Regions from separate parts of the Mus musculus genome. Here region 2 is linked to region 1. The links are chromatin contacts, called in public HiChIP or PLAC-seq maps. All regions are on one chromosome and are shown on one strand. Each heading gives the region's core, a stretch centred on a gene start, on an enhancer-like site or on the middle of the called end of the contact. The rest is flanking DNA. Distances are from core to core; before and after follow the strand shown. Region 1 overlaps Gm32663 (a long non-coding RNA gene). Region 2 overlaps Mdm1 (transformed mouse 3T3 cell double minute 1).

Region 1 (4,037 bases), core at 1,219-3,718:
GTGTGTGTGTGTGTTGTATATATATAAAATGTGTGTGTATATAACTATATATGTTGTATATATATAGTATATATGTGTTGTATATACATATATATAGTAGATATATAGTGTGTATATATATATAGTTTGATATATAGTATATATATATAGTTTGGTATATATTATATATGCACATATATATATAACATATATGTATTATATAATATATTAATATGTACATGCAAATGTATATATTTCAATTTCTATAATATTTATCTGGGTTTTTTTTACACAAGCTTTATATAAATTTGTATTGCTTAGTTTTCTGCTAGATGTAATAAAATCCTTGCCAAAATCAACTTAAGGAAGGATGGGTTTACTTTGGCTCATAGTTTGAGGGTAGAGTGCATTGTGGGAAGGAGGTCACAGCGGTGGCTGAGGCCACTGGTCACACTGGGTCTTCAGTCAGAAGTCAGAGAGGTGGGGGCTGACACCCAGTGGTCCTTCTTTCCCTCAGTCTGGGACCCCAGCCTATGGGACAGTGACATCCACATTTGGGGCAAGTCTTCCTTACTCTGTTAAAACTTCCTGAAAACACCTTCATGTGTTTCCAAGGTGACTGTACACCCCCTCAAGTGACAATGTGGTCCTCTTAGCTTATTTTAATCTAGAAGAATTTTCTGACATTTTATTTATTTATTTATTTATTTATTTATTTATTTATTTATTTATTTTTAATCATGACAATCTTTGAAAACAACACACCAGTAAAAAGAAATCCTCAATTCTGGACCATTTGGTTTTTACCCCAAGGCATCATTTAACCTGTTTTTCTAGTTTGAGTGTGCGGTTAAAAGACAAGCCTGATTAGACTCAGGCTGAGTTTGTCAGGAGCCCTGAGTGAAAGCATATAGCCCATTGAAAGAGTTTAATAGAAGGAAGTTAAATGAAGAGGCTGTTTTCCAGATGTGTGGGCGGGCATAGGGAGTAACACCCATGGGGGCTGTCTGCGTCCCTGTCCTCAGGACTGAGCTGATGAATAAAGCTCTATGGGAGTTGTAGTTTTGAAAGAGATCCCCACAGTGAATCCCCAATCTAAAAGTAACACAGCAGCCATTGCCTAGCGTGCACATAGGGAGAGTGTAAGGCAGTGGAGCCTAGACACCATACCACTCCTCTACCCTGGGCAAACCCCCTACACACACACATACACACACACACACACACACACACACACACACACACACACACACAAGACCATAGTTGATAGGGAAAGTCTACAGCATCCAGGGCTAAACCAAGACAGACACCAATGTGTTGATAAGGGTAAATGGAGGAAAACACACAGCTCAAACATTTTGGCCTAGGATGCTTATAAGATACAAACAACCGTGGAATGGAAATATTTGAAAGAAATTATACTGACCAGGTTCAGCATAATTTTTTCCTTTATATCACTCCCCCAAACTATCTGCATAACAACAATTTACAGTGTGCTCCCTATTATACTTAATTAGGGGACGATTTAAACTATACATGAGAATGTGCAGGCACTATACGGAAACATCGGTTTATATAAGAGTTTTGAGCATGCATAGGTTTGGAAGATCATAAGGAGTCCTGGGACTATTCCTTACAAATGCCGAAGGCAGCTTCATTCTCCAAGATCTTAGTTCAAAGGTCACATACAAGAAACATCCAATAAATATTTGCTGTGTTAGCAGGTGGGGTGGTCCACACCTTTAATCCCAGCATGCTTAAGGCAGAGGCACGCAGAGGCAGGCAGAGGCAGAGGCAGACAGAGGCAGGGGCAGGCAGAGGCACGCAGAGGCAGACAGAGGCAGAGGCAGGCAGAGGCAGGCAGGGGCAGGCAGAGGCAAGCAGGGGCAGGCAGGGGCAGGCAGAGGCAGTCAGAGGCAGGCAGGGGCAGACAGAGGCAGGCAGAGCTCTGTGAGTTCCAGGACAGCCTCTGGTCTTTAGAGCAAGTTCCAAGACAGAGCTACACAGAGAAGCACTGTCCACATAAATAAATAAACAAACAGACAAATAAATAAAAATATGCTGTATTGAGCTCCTCTGTGGAAGATCCCCAAGCTGAACCTAACAAGCTCTCACTGTTTCAGAAAGTCCCCCACCAGGCCCCCAGCCATTCCCCTCCTAGTTAAAGAAGACATTCAGTCACTCAGCCATCTTTCACACAATGTATTCTTTTTGGAAGCCTGGGGCTTGCATTATTTCTAACTATGAAAACATACCCGGGGTCATATAATACAACCACTTCAATCACCCTGCAATGTTTCAGCTTGCTTGGAAGGTGGCTTCTGATTTCCAAATAACAATTTGCCTTTAAATAGAATAGATTAGTTTTTAAACCGGGCATCTAAAGTGTTCGGCATTTGCATGTAAAAGTGTCATTAGGTTGAAGTGAGAGTGATGCTCAGTGCTTCACAAAGGAAGTGATTGAAAAACCTTCTCTGTGGGCTGTAAAGAAAAAAGACTGAGGTGTACTGAGACTCTCAGCCCCCCTCCCTGTCCCAGCCAGAGGCAAATGGATACATTGTTATATAAAACCTGGAGGCTCCCTTTGGCTGGAAGATCTTAATTGAGCTATGTAAATTTACCAGTCCCACCTGTCTTGTGACTAAGCTAAATTGGTTTGCATCTAAACCTCATTATCCACACATAGGAACTTCAGTATGGCTTGGCAATATAGACATCTGTTGGACTGCATTTTCTTGTCAGTAAGACTAGAAAGCTGAATTGATTAATATCTATAGTTACCAAGCACTCTAACTCCATAAATCTTTTGGGACTCTATAATGGATCAGATATACTTCCTATGATACTGACTGAAAATATCCTAAATATATATTATATGTAAATGCATATAAATACATATAACATATGTAAATAAATATCATATATATGATATTTACATATATGATATGTACATACCCTAAATCTGAGCGAAAGATAATTTGTTATCTAAAGAACATGTTTAGCTTTATTCAATACCTTTAGATTCCCAACAAAAATATTACAGCGGGGGGGGGGGGTTGCAGGGGGGGTTGCAGGGGGGGGGAACTACCAGACATACTGAAATTTTCAGTGGATTCAATTCCTAGTTCTGCCAACTACAAACTGTATGAAGTTGGTCAATTTACCTACCCTTAGCACAATAGGCAGAATGTCTCTGATGCCAGACCTTACCAGTCGAAGGCTGCCCAGTGTGTGGTGGTGTTTGAAAGTGGGGGTCTCTGGAAGGTGACAAGTTCCTGAGAACGAACAAACAAACCAAAACAACCATGATCCCTAGAAGGCCTGTGTCACCAGAAGTGTCACAGTCTCTGGCTTTATTACTGGAATAAGTGAGCTCTCTTTAGTCTCTGTGTAGCCAAGTGAGATCAAGTTCCAGGGTGGCACCCATTTCGGTGAGTCCTGTATTCAATTTGGCCTGCAGTGTGGCTGGGGTGAGCGAGGCCTCTCTGTTACCCGCCCGGCTAGAATGGAACAGAGTGGCAAGCAATTCCCCCAAAGGAAAATAAATATTCCTGTCGCTGCCAAAAGATACTGAACAGATAGAGGACTGCCAAAAATCACAACAAAATTTTCCACTAAACACCCCGTGCTTTTTGTATTTTGGCATCGAGGAAAGGTTTGAGAGATGAAAGTATGTGCGGAAAGCTTTAAACGCACTGCGCGTGCCTGCAGTTTCAGTTCTCGGCAGGTAGACGCAGGACAGGCCTGGGACTAAGGAGGCGTGGGCTTCGATCCCAGCAGCTCTGAGGCTGGCTAAGCTGCTAAATTTTCATTGGCCACACCCGGCTGCCCAAAGGGCCTTCCTCTTCTGCATGAACAGTCTCTGCTCCCAGGTAGATCATGAACATAGCATCCTCTAGGGATCATTGCACACCTGTGAGCCAAACTTAGTCCTCTGCATCTTTCTCCGTCGTTCGCTCTTTGTTTCACCGCTTTGGTGAACTGTTGCTCTCCAGAGTCTCACAAGCACTGACTGATTTTATGTCCTTTTTTTTTTTCCAACCTGGATTCTTGGGTCC
Region 2 (3,710 bases), core at 1,124-3,623, 120 kb before region 1:
ATCAGACATAGAATATATGAAGAAATTTAACAGCATAATCTGAATATTCATTGTTTGTCTTGAATTGATGTGAGTCGCCCTCCCCCCAGTATCACTCTACCTGTTTGGGATCAGGACCCTACTCTCAAAGGTAGTTCCATGTCCCCCAAATCTTCATTTCTCACTGTTTCCAAGGAAATATTCTAACGGAGTCTGGGGTGTCATATACCTATGAATTAAACTAGTGGATGAGTCACTGGCAGAAAGAAAATGGAGGCCACCTTAAGGGTAGCTGCTTGCTACATGGAAAAAGCATCCTAGTATATTCCCGGATCCAATACGATCACCTCTAGGTCCATCCACCATTTTGGATTATTTGTCCCTGTGTTAAACATCCAGAAAAATCAACACATTTTGTAACTGCGCTGTGTCTGCTCTGTGTTCACAACCACAGCAAAAGTGCATACATAGTATATCCTTGAGCATCCCAGGAAAGGCTAGCTTTGACACTGCTCTACAGAAGGACAAACTGACTTTGTGAAATCAACTCGCTTTCATCCTGGCTGAGTCCACTCGCATGATAACCTGTGCCCACATTCTCTTGTTTTCCTGACTCGAAAAGAAAGGTATTTTATCTTCCAAGAAGCCAAGGAGAAAAACTAACTCCCAAATGAATCAACCAGAAAGATGATTCATAGTAGATATTAAATGTGAGCAAAACACTTCAGAGAAAGTATTGTGGGAGGAATTCAAGTAAGAAGGCCTAGATTTAACTCACTGGACAGCAGAATCTTGGACCAAGTTATTAAATTTGTTTTATTTATAAAGCAAACATGATTCTGCTCAAATTGCATGCTATTCCCTACTAATACACCAAACATACTTATTATGTTCTTAGTTGCTCTTCAAATGTTCTTGGAATTCAGACTCCCAAAGGGACCCAGAGGTGGACCAAAGATTAGCATGTAAACCATGTTTTATGTGTATGCACACATAGGCACTTGTCCTGGGTTCTCAACCAGGAGGACAGAGAGAAAGTCAGCTCCTGGAGTGGATGTGGGGCTGCAGAGAAGAGGAGAGTGTGCATCTGGGGGAAAGCTCTTACAGGGATTTAAATGTAAATGTTCACTCCTGAGTGTGGCTCATGAGATGCTAATTTAAACAAAAACACAAAGTCTCCAGGTTATTATTGTACCCATTTGGTCATATTGTACCTCTAACACATATGCTCAAAAATAAATAAATAAATAAATAAATAAATAAATAAATAAATAAATAAGGTATACTCAAGTCAGAGATGGTGGCACGTATCTAACACAAAGCAGAGGCCGGTTCCAGGCCAGCCAAGACTACAAAGAGAGACACTGTCACGGTGGGGAGAGAGTGTTTCTAAAGAGAGCAGAAAGCTCCACATAGGGACTCAAATGCAAACAGCAAATGTTTGGTATAGTCTCAAACTACAAGCCATCCAAAATGGCTTTGCCAGTGGTAAATTTAAAAGGAAATAGCCACACCAAAAGCACGAGGGATCTCAAAATTATAGGTGAAATCCAGAGAAACAGTTTCTGAACTCTGAGTCACTGCTGCCTTGAGGACCAGGAAACACCAGACAGACAGACCCATCCCTTGGTACCTGCACTGGTTTCAGATGTGGAAATCTGTCCAAACTCATCAACACAGAATAGCAACAGTATCCGCTTCTTAAAGCATGCCCAGATAAAAATTGATTTAAAGCAAATTCAAGCCCACAGCTCCTTCTGCATATCAGGAAACTTCATGGCCTGTTCTTGTTACTAAGACTCCAGGAAAAAGCCAGAGGCTATTTACCTCAGGTGAATTTTGTTCCCTGATTGTCCTTGGACATGATCTCACGCTACCGTGTTAAACATCTCCATTCAACTTATAAGATATGCTCCCTTTTGTTGGATGTCAGATCACAGCTACAGAGCACCATCTGGCGAAGGGACATGTTGAGTGTTGTCTTCAGGGTGTCCTGAGTCTGGATATGGCCCTCTGCCTTGATCTCGTGCTTTCCCAGATATAATCCATCGTGCCAGGCAATTGTGCTTCAATTGGTCTGCCCTGAGAAAGGGCGGCTGTGTTACTATTTAGTGTGTCTTCCTAGTGTTGATTTACACGGTTTTCTGAGCTCAACCTTCCTTGGAGCATCGCTTTCCTTGTTACGCTTGTGTACTGAAGTACACTGACCCTGAGGTTGTCTCAGCCTTAGACTGTAGTCAGCCTCATCCTTTAAGGTCTTCAGAGCCCCCACCCCCACCCCCACTCCCCGGTCTTGCAAATCGATCTGCATGGGTCAGCAAAGGTCAACACCTGCTAACAAAACATACCCTTCACAGGCACGACCCCAGTGAGCCGGCCTCCCTTCTGGTCTCCTCCTTCTCCGAATCCCCCGAATTCCGAATCGTTGGAGCTATTAAATGGCTCCAACCTTCCAACACACAGCATCTGGGGGACCTTCATCAGGCAGGATGGCACCTGCCTGTAATTCCGAGGCTCAGGAGGCTAACACAGACGGTCATACTGGATCGTGAGTGAGCTTGAGGGCAGTCTTAGACACGGAGAGACCCTCTCTTGATCAAAAAGAAGAAAACCCAAGCCATTTACAGGAACCACTACAGAGATTGTGTTTAACATGTTTATGAAACCCATTCTTATTAGAAACTTTAATTTATCCTGATTTGTAAACAACAGTTAAATATCTCCTGCAAAAGGAAAACAGAAGCATCAAGTTGGTGTTTAAATTTTTTAATGAATCTGTTTTTAAAACCTCGTATTTGTGAAAAAAAAAATACTGTAGACTCAGTTTCACTGCATTTAGCAGCTGCAATAGTAGTATAATTTTTGATTAAGCAGTTCTAATAGAATGCTTCTAGAAGATATTTATTCCACATGATAACTTCCTGAAGAAGCCAAGCACACTTAATTTTCATTTTTAAATGTCTACAAAATTTTAATTCTCCATTTCACAAATCATTTTTCAAAATCTAGACATTATTCAAATGTATGCCAGTTATTATACAAATAAAATACATAAAAAGATCAAAAATATACATATTCTCTCAGCAAATTTTGTTACATAAATAAGAAAAATATGTACAGCCAGCTTTTCAAAGTCCAATCATCTTAACACTGCACCTGTGTATACAGAAGGCGCTAATAAAACAGTGAGATTCTTTTCATGACACCTACAGCTATTAAAATGCCTAAGACCAATCTGAGGGGAAATTAAGTTGGAAGATCTTAATGTTGACTTCATTTTCTCCCTTTAGAATATTCTGTAGATGACCTTCAGGCTTCTACTAGCAACCCCCGAGACCTGACACAAAAGTCAAGAGTGTGTGAAGAAATACACAACCCCGCACCTTTGTACTCAGACAAGTGCAAAGGTGCTCTCAAAGAGTCAGACTTAGACACAGCTGCATGGCAATTTTCTGGCTAAGATGAGCCACTGAAAATTCAAATTATCTGAGTCAGAAGTGTTAGAAGAAACTCCAAACCCTCTGAAAACCTTAACACACTGAGTGAGTAAAGATGAGCCAGCTTGTCACTAGATAAGATGAGAGGTTTATGGCTTGCCCCAGAAATTCTCCTTTCTTTTCTGAGCTCGGGCTAGAGTCTGGAAAGCCCGGAGGCTGGAAACTGCAGAGCGAGCAGAGATCTCAGACAGTCTATCTGCATCTGTAATGAGAGAATCCCAGGATTACATCCAT

The links. HiChIP or PLAC-seq counts read pairs in DNA pulled down with a chosen protein or histone mark.
Region 2: an H3K27ac HiChIP or PLAC-seq map of embryonic stem cells shows a contact between it and region 1, with 13 read pairs. The contact joins two enhancer-like sites.

Annotation. Positions count from the first base shown.
Region 1 is chr10:118,043,437-118,047,473 of GRCm38.p6, reverse strand. The region is part of intron 1 of Gm32663 (a long non-coding RNA gene); the gene reads right to left. Among named protein-coding and RNA genes, the nearest start is that of Gm32663, 32 kb to the right of the region's middle. Within about 2 kb of position 2,468, at least 22 of the 459 cell types and tissues checked have an H3K27ac peak or open chromatin away from gene starts, as enhancers often do. A contact at or near this core is called in embryonic stem cells, where this site is marked.
Region 2 is chr10:118,168,019-118,171,728 of GRCm38.p6, reverse strand. It overlaps Mdm1 (transformed mouse 3T3 cell double minute 1), which reads right to left. Exons shown (of 14, transcript NM_148922.3): 14 at 2,730-3,678. The coding sequence ends at 3,566. Among named protein-coding and RNA genes, the nearest start is that of Gm40775, 19 kb to the left of the region's middle. Within about 2 kb of position 2,373, at least 9 of the 459 cell types and tissues checked have an H3K27ac peak or open chromatin away from gene starts, as enhancers often do. A contact at or near this core is called in embryonic stem cells, where this site is marked.